Regions from separate parts of the Athene noctua genome. Here region 2 is linked to region 1. The links are chromatin contacts, called in public Hi-C maps. All regions are on one chromosome and are shown on one strand. Each heading gives the region's core, a stretch centred on a gene start, on an enhancer-like site or on the middle of the called end of the contact. The rest is flanking DNA. Distances are from core to core; before and after follow the strand shown.

The links. Hi-C and Micro-C count contacts between places; a contact is called where the count stands out from the background.
Region 2: a Hi-C map of heart shows a contact between it and region 1, with 3 times the contacts expected there. The contact joins the promoter of SLC2A11 here to the promoter of LOC141967533 in region 1. A contact is called at or near these places in 2 of 2 Hi-C or Micro-C datasets (heart and liver).

What each region holds. Positions count from the first base shown.
Region 1 is chr17:10,704,369-10,708,066 of bAthNoc1.hap1.1, reverse strand. It overlaps LOC141967533 (carbonic anhydrase 15-like), which reads right to left and starts at 1,996. Exons shown (of 8, transcript XM_074921419.1): 1 at 1,889-1,996; 2 at 128-163. The coding sequence starts at 1,955.
Region 2 is chr17:10,846,586-10,849,855 of bAthNoc1.hap1.1, reverse strand. SLC2A11 (solute carrier family 2 member 11) reads right to left here and starts at 1,442. Exons shown (of 12, transcript XM_074921100.1): 1 at 1,422-1,442. The coding sequence starts at 1,442.

The sequences.
Region 1 (3,698 bases), core at 747-3,246:
CCACGCTCCCCACTGCGGCCTCGCTGATTCTGCCTAGGGTGCCCTCAGCCAGGCACTGTGAGGAGACACAGGGGTCCAAGCCTCACACAGCCCCGATACCCCCCACCCCACACATGGCACCACTCACCGCATTTGGGGTCCTGTGAGTCGTAACACCACTGCCCTGTGGGAGAGAGGAGAGCTCAGGGCAGGTGATGGTAGAGACAGGCACCCACTCCCAGACCCTTCCCCCCCGATAGTGAGGGCACCCCTCATCGCAGTCGGGGTCCCGCCGGCACTTGTGTTCATCCCGGTTATTCTTGGCACTGGTGTTTTCGCACCCTCCCTACCTCCCCCGGCCGCTCCGCAGGGAAACCTCCCTCAGCATCACTCTGCTCCGCTCCAAGGCGACCAAAGCTCTCTGCTCGCAGGGCTCCTTTCCCAGCTGCTGTGGGGCCATCCCCTCCTTACCCACCCTGGGGAGTCAAGGCAGACCCTCGCTCCACACCAGACACCTTGCCCGCCCTCCAGCAGCCCTGGGTGAGTGGGGAGCAGAGGGGGGGCTGCTGCAGCCCTCCCCTGGTGCTTTCTGCAGCTCCCGGTGGGTGGGCTGGCAGCAGAAGGCGGTTGCTGGGGGCTGCAGCAGGCAGGGGGTGGTGGTGGGCAGGCCTCTGCCCATGCTGCGGGGACAACGGCTCACCCCGTCACTCAGCCCCATCACTCAGGGCCACCTCAGCCAGAGCTGCCGAACTCCCACCAGCACTGCTGCCTGCGCTCGGGGTGGCTACAGGACCACACGCTCGATGCCGGGTGCCAGTGCAGCAGACGTGGGGATGCCAAGGAGATGCCGAGGAAACTGGAGCCCTGCTCCTGCTGTCTGCACATCCACCCAGGACCACTGGTTCTGCAATGGGAGCCAGGGAGCACACCCCTCATCAGCTCACATCCCTCCTCAGCTCCCTGTCCTGCTCCTGACAGGAGGCACAGAGCAACCCGGTGCTGCCTGGGGCCAGCCTACACAAAAGGTCCCCACTGCTGGCCGAGAGGACGTGCCAATGGGGCCAGCTGCAGGTGAGCTGAGCCACGCTCTCATGGCAGCCACAACTACTCGGACCAGCAGGACGAAGGCAGCGCTGCCTGCCTCCACCTGTGCTGCCCATCGCCCCAGCGTGCAGCACCACACCCCAGTCCTTGCTATGGCTGTACAGGAGACACCAGCCCCAGAGGAGAGCCGGGAGCAGGACAGTACAGGACTCAAAAGTGTCCCCAGGGCAGGGACCTCAAGATTTCCTCCCTGCCCAGGGGGAGGCCAAGCTCCTGGGAGACCCTTGGATCCGCACCCACCAGACCTCGCCTGACCTCAAGCATCCTCTGGCAGGAGCCAAGCCTGGCCCAAAGACAGGTGAGCACCCCAGCACCTCAGTCCTGGGACAGCAGTGCCAGTTTGCTCAGAGGTTTCATCCTCATTGGTGTCTCCCAGTGGTGCAGGTCTGTGGAGTGGGTGGGCTGAAGCCCAAAATCCGAATTACCCCAAGGGGAGCCTGACCGAGACACCTCCTGCCAGGTCAGGTAGCCCCAGGCAGGCTGAGACCTCCCTGAGCCTGGCATCACAGCGGGGACATCCACCAGTGGGGAGGAGGATGGTGGGAGGGCAGGAGGATAGTGGAAGGGCTGGAGATGGCTCCTGGGCCAGACCAGATCCCCCAGTCCCTGCCTCCAGCCCTACTGGTGCAGCTCCCCCCATCCCCGCATCACTCCCCCAGCATGTGGGAAAAGGAAAGGAATAAACAGGACTGGCACAGGCGCACCCCAGCCCCACACCCCGCAACCCCTCATCCTCTCCCACCGCAGGGACCCGCCGTCCCCTCCGGCCACCCCGGGAGGGGGGCGGGCAAGCAGCGCATCTCACCTCCCGCGGCTGCTCGCACGACGAGAGGCAAAGTCAGAAAAGTTATCCCCAGCCCCTGCGTCCCCATGCTGGTGGCAGGGGCGGGCAGCAGCGGGCAGGCGGCCCCGCCGCGACGCCCCGTCCTCCTCCGCAGTGCGCCCGGGCAGGCGGCGGGGCTGGGGCGGGAGGCAGCGCTGCCAGCGCCCAGGCAGCCCGGAGAAATCCTCCGCTCCAGCCTGTGCTCTGCTGTTAAATATTCATCACAAGGGCTGAGTATTTAACTCCTCGGATGCTAGGAGGGAGCCGGGGGGGGGGGGGGGGTGGGGGGGGCGGGGGGGAGCGGCCCGGCCCCCAGCCAGCCCCATGCGCCGTGCCAGGCCCCTGCCCAGGATGCCAGCCCAAGGGCCGGCAGCAGGGACAAGGCAGGAGAGCAGGGGGCTGGCAAAGCCTGGGGGTGCAGCACACTACCTAATCCCCTCCGAGGGGTGCGGGGGTAGCTACCCAGTACCATCCTGCTCTCCAACCCCAAAGCAGGAGTTGGGCTGCATCCCTGCTGTGCCCCATCCCACCCCTGCACGGTGCCGTAGGGCCTCAGATGGGCTTCAGGAGGGTTGCCAGTAGTCAGAAGGGGCTGGAGGCACCCGCTCTGCCCCATCCCCTTCCCACACTTTGCAGGCAGATGCTGTGGGACAACCTTCCCCCCGAGCTTTGGCAACCCCTCAGCCAGCAGCAGGTCCTGCATCCTCCACAGCAGGAGGGTGGTGGCTCCCATCGGGGGCCCTGATGAGGGGTGGGCAGTGCCACAGGGAGCCACAGCCGAACCCTGCTCATCCCTGCAAACAGAGGCCCCTCCTGGGGCAACTCACGGCACCCCATCCTTGGGGCACAGGTGGCCTCTGCAGCCCTGCTATGGGGGACCCTCAGTCCCCGGGGTCACCAAGGAGCAGCACACTGATGGAGCAGGATTTGGTCCTTTCCCCTTCAGCCAGCACGAGGCCGCACAGTGGCAACCCAGGTTCAGAGTTACACAGCACTGGCCAGCCAGGGCAGGGGGGCAGTGCCAGGGCAGGGGCCTCAGCACCCGCCTGAGCAGCACAGGAGCCCAGTGCAGGCATCCCGGGCTGGTGCACATGGCTGTTGAGCTCCCCACCATGGAGGCAGCACTCACCATCCTCATTGCAGCCGTCCAGGCAGGTCCCACAGGAGCCAGTATCTTGCCAGCAGAGCTACTCTCTCGCAGTGGGCAGGTAGGAAGTGGCTGAAAACACAGGAGCATAGTGTTGTCACATTCTCCTAAAATATCCCTGCCATCTTCAGGCAGCAGTGGAAAGGAGGCCATGGGGCCCAGCCTGCAGCTCCTCTCACCGGCACTTGGCCCTGGCCGGGAGCTCTGCCGAGTCACTGCCAGGATGAACAAACCCGGCAGCAGCATGAGGGCAGCAGGAAGAAGCCTCCTGCTGCCAGCTTGGCCGGGGATGGGCTCTGGCTCAGCAAAGCTGCTTGGCTGCCATGTGCTACAAGGGGACAGCATACCCCATGGGGCTTGTCCTTGGTGGGGGCTCTTTGGGGTACCTTCATCCCTCCCTGGGCAGAGCCAGACCCAGGCAGGTGCCTGGGCAGCACCAAGCCATGTCTTTGGGCACGGGTGTGGGGTGCAGAGGAGGGCGACAGCACAGGGATCTGAGCTGCTCTGGATCTACGCCATGGTTGACGCTTGGCCCCTGCTCCAGCAATGAGGTAGTTTGCAGAGGGCTGGGATCATCCTTCCGGAGCGAGCCGCAAAGGGCGGGCAGGCAAGGTGGAGGGTGTCACCAGGTCCACAGCCTGTGCT
Region 2 (3,270 bases), core at 193-2,692, 140 kb before region 1:
GTCCAGATGCTTTCCTGTGTGACTGCTTTCAAACTGACCCGCAGCTTCTGTAGAGCAGCACAGCTGAGTGTCAGCAGCATCATGTCTCCATGTTCATCTCAGAATCACTGAACATCCCTTCCTCATTGCAGCCACCCCACCCCGTTGTTTGGTCTCTCTCTGTGTCACCCTCCATCCTTTTCAACCTATTTTGTACCTGTGCCTTTGGTTACCTCACCTGAGATCCTGTGACTGGCAAGCCATGCCCTGATGGTGTTCTTGGACTGGGAACACTGCTCCATGTCTCAAGACCACTCTGAGCTTGCTGGGGGCCCCTGGCCTTTAGCCTGACACCTCCTGCACAATGTTCTGTGTGGCCCAGGGCCAGGTTGGCCTTTGCCAGAGTGGGACAGCTCTGTGAGTGACGCGAAAGGCCCATGCTCAGGCTTGGCTGTTTGCCAGTTAGTGCAGGGCACCTCAGGATAGATTGTGTTTTGCTACATGAATATAACTCCCTTGACCCTGAGAACAACTTAGATAACCCAGAGCTGGGAAGCTTTTTCTCCTCTACCTGTTCTTACAGAGATATCTACTAAAGAAAAAGAAAGTTTTTCCTAGATTTGCAATAGCTTTAAAATCACAAATTCAAATAATCTTAGATTTTTCCATTCCTGAAAGGCTTTTCTCGTAAATAACTTCCATATCAGCCTGAGACAGGATGTTCTCTCAGGACAGAAATTAAGCCAGACTGTTCCAACCCTGTGGCAGGAAGAGATCGAGCTCTCTTCAGTTAGAAGCAGGTACGTTTTGCTTACACTTTCCTTGGCTACACCACTTTCCTGTCTTGTTACTGAGACGCGAGCTAAGGATTGTGCACCTGAGATCCCTGCTCTTCCCAGTTATTTTAGTTCTCCAAGTGAGAAAGATTTTGTCTCCCTACAATAGCACATTTCTTTTTTAATCACAATGCCTAGGAATCTAACACTCCTGCTCATTTTCCTGCTTTCATTATAGAGTACATCCCCCACCAGGTCCCGTATCACAGAGCTCTTTTGTGGCCATGAGCTAAAGGAAAATGGTTTGCTTCTCCCTTCAGGAGACACCAAACAGGTCTGTGATCAGAGCTGAGTTATATTTACAGGGTGACCTTCCCAAACCTTCCTTAACACCCGGCTTCTGCACTACTGTCCCAGCCACAGTGGTGGCATGCAGCTGCCAGGAGAGCCATCAGTCCTCAGTTTTATCCCAAGAACTGTGAGGAGTTGGACATGATAGTACTTACACACTAGAACATGATAGTACTTACACAGACTGTGTAAGTACTTACATGTAAGTACTTACACTTACATACTAGAACATGATAGTACTTACACAGCCTTATAAAAATGCAAATTAAAAAAAAATGATCTATCAACAATAATAGTAAAATAGATGTTTTTTACCAGTCTCTGCAGCTTGTTCATCCTCTTTGGTAGGTTTTCTTCTGTCTGCTAAAGCCTCTGGTACTCTCAGAAATTCTCTAAAGGATTATTTAAATCTCCAGCATAGGAATGTGTATTTGGTCACCCATTACATTAGGATAAGACACTTGACTTGGCAGGTGTTTTGCCAGCTGATTTACATTCTCAAAATGGGGCTGCATGTTCATTAGCAAGACAGTTCAATTAATTTTGTTGAAAGTAGATGACAGGCTGGGAAATGAATCTGCAGGATTCAGAGCTGTCTAAATCCTCTTGAAGGCCAGTATGGTTTACAGCATAAATTCCCTCTCAAAGCGTCTGGCACAGTTGCTCAGTAGTGCTTGTCTGATTAAGTGTGATCAAAGCAGGAGTAAACTACAGATTTTTTTCCAACTGTATTTGACCTGGAACCCAATCTAAGATCTGAAAGACGTACCAGACTATTTCCCTTGGTGCTGTCAGTGACAGGAATGAACAAACCCCAGAACTTTCAAATCCCTCTTGATGCCAAGCCCTTTCACTCTACTCCTGTCTAGATTCCTGGTGACATACAGGCAATCCAGCTGTTGCTGACAAGGGACTGATGCACAGAAGGCAGCAATCCTGTTCCCTCTCCACAACCTGGCATCGAGCGAGCAGCAACACTTACAGCACTCAATTTTTTCATCAAATGATCACCTCTGGCTTTTGTCTCACAGGATCCAGAGAGCTTTGGTTTTACATATGCCATGTGACTTTTTTTGTGTCTAAAATGTATAATACATGATTTGTATTACATTATATGCTATATTAAAGTGCACATTACATAATATGTAATATATCTACCTAATATATAGCATTGCAGGTAAAGGTGGTGCTGATGAGAAAGCAGGCTGCTGGGGGAAGAATTACTATCTGATCAAAATGTTCTCAGTTCATTGTGAGTTGTCACACCCTGTCGCACAGCATTATCCTGCTGTTCTTAAAGCCTTGTTCTCCCTACAGCCTCAGAGAGCAGAGAGAAGAGCCCTTCTGAGGGCAACAGCACTGATTATACCAAGGACTATAACTGGGTTTGTGCTTGGGAGATATCGATCAAGGAATCAACTGAGCTCCACCACAGTTGTTCATAGAGAGGCATGGCAGAGGAGCCTTCATAGGATGGATTTGTGTGATTCCCTGGGAGTACAAAATTGAAACTCAGTTCTTTTTTAATATCTTGGTTAAAAATTAAATAACTCTGTGCAGTAGAAGCCCCTCCTCTACTCCCAAGAGGCTCTAGCTAAATTCTAATGAGTTGAAAAGGTTTAATCCCACTGTAATAGTGGCTTCTTTGGTGACCTTTCATCTTTGTCTTTTGGCTTATCTTTCACTAGCATGTTAGTTTTATACCCTTCCCTTGTTAACTACCCATCATTTAATCAGGACTGATAGCTGACAGGCCTTGTGTAATGGGTTTGGCCATGTGGTATTTGCTTATTGTTCCAGAAATGGTTCCCTTTTCCATGTAAGCTACAAAGACAGCAAGGCAGTAACAGCAATGACAGACAGGCTTGCTTATTTCTGTAAAATAGAAAGGCACTACCTGGCAGTGAGAAATGGTGTATCCCCAGGAATCTTAGAGATGGGACCTGGTGGAGATGGAGGCATATTGCATTGCCAGCAATAATTGTAAAGCTTCTGTTTCACAAAGTATCTGGCCTTTAGGAGTAATCATACTCTTTCATCCTGCAGAGGGCAATTTGTGAGGGGCCTGACAGATGTCAAAGTATTCAAAATAAGTAAAACTTTTTTTTTTTTAAATGTCTCTTTGTCCCTACTCAGGTTTTACTACACCCGAACGGAAATATAA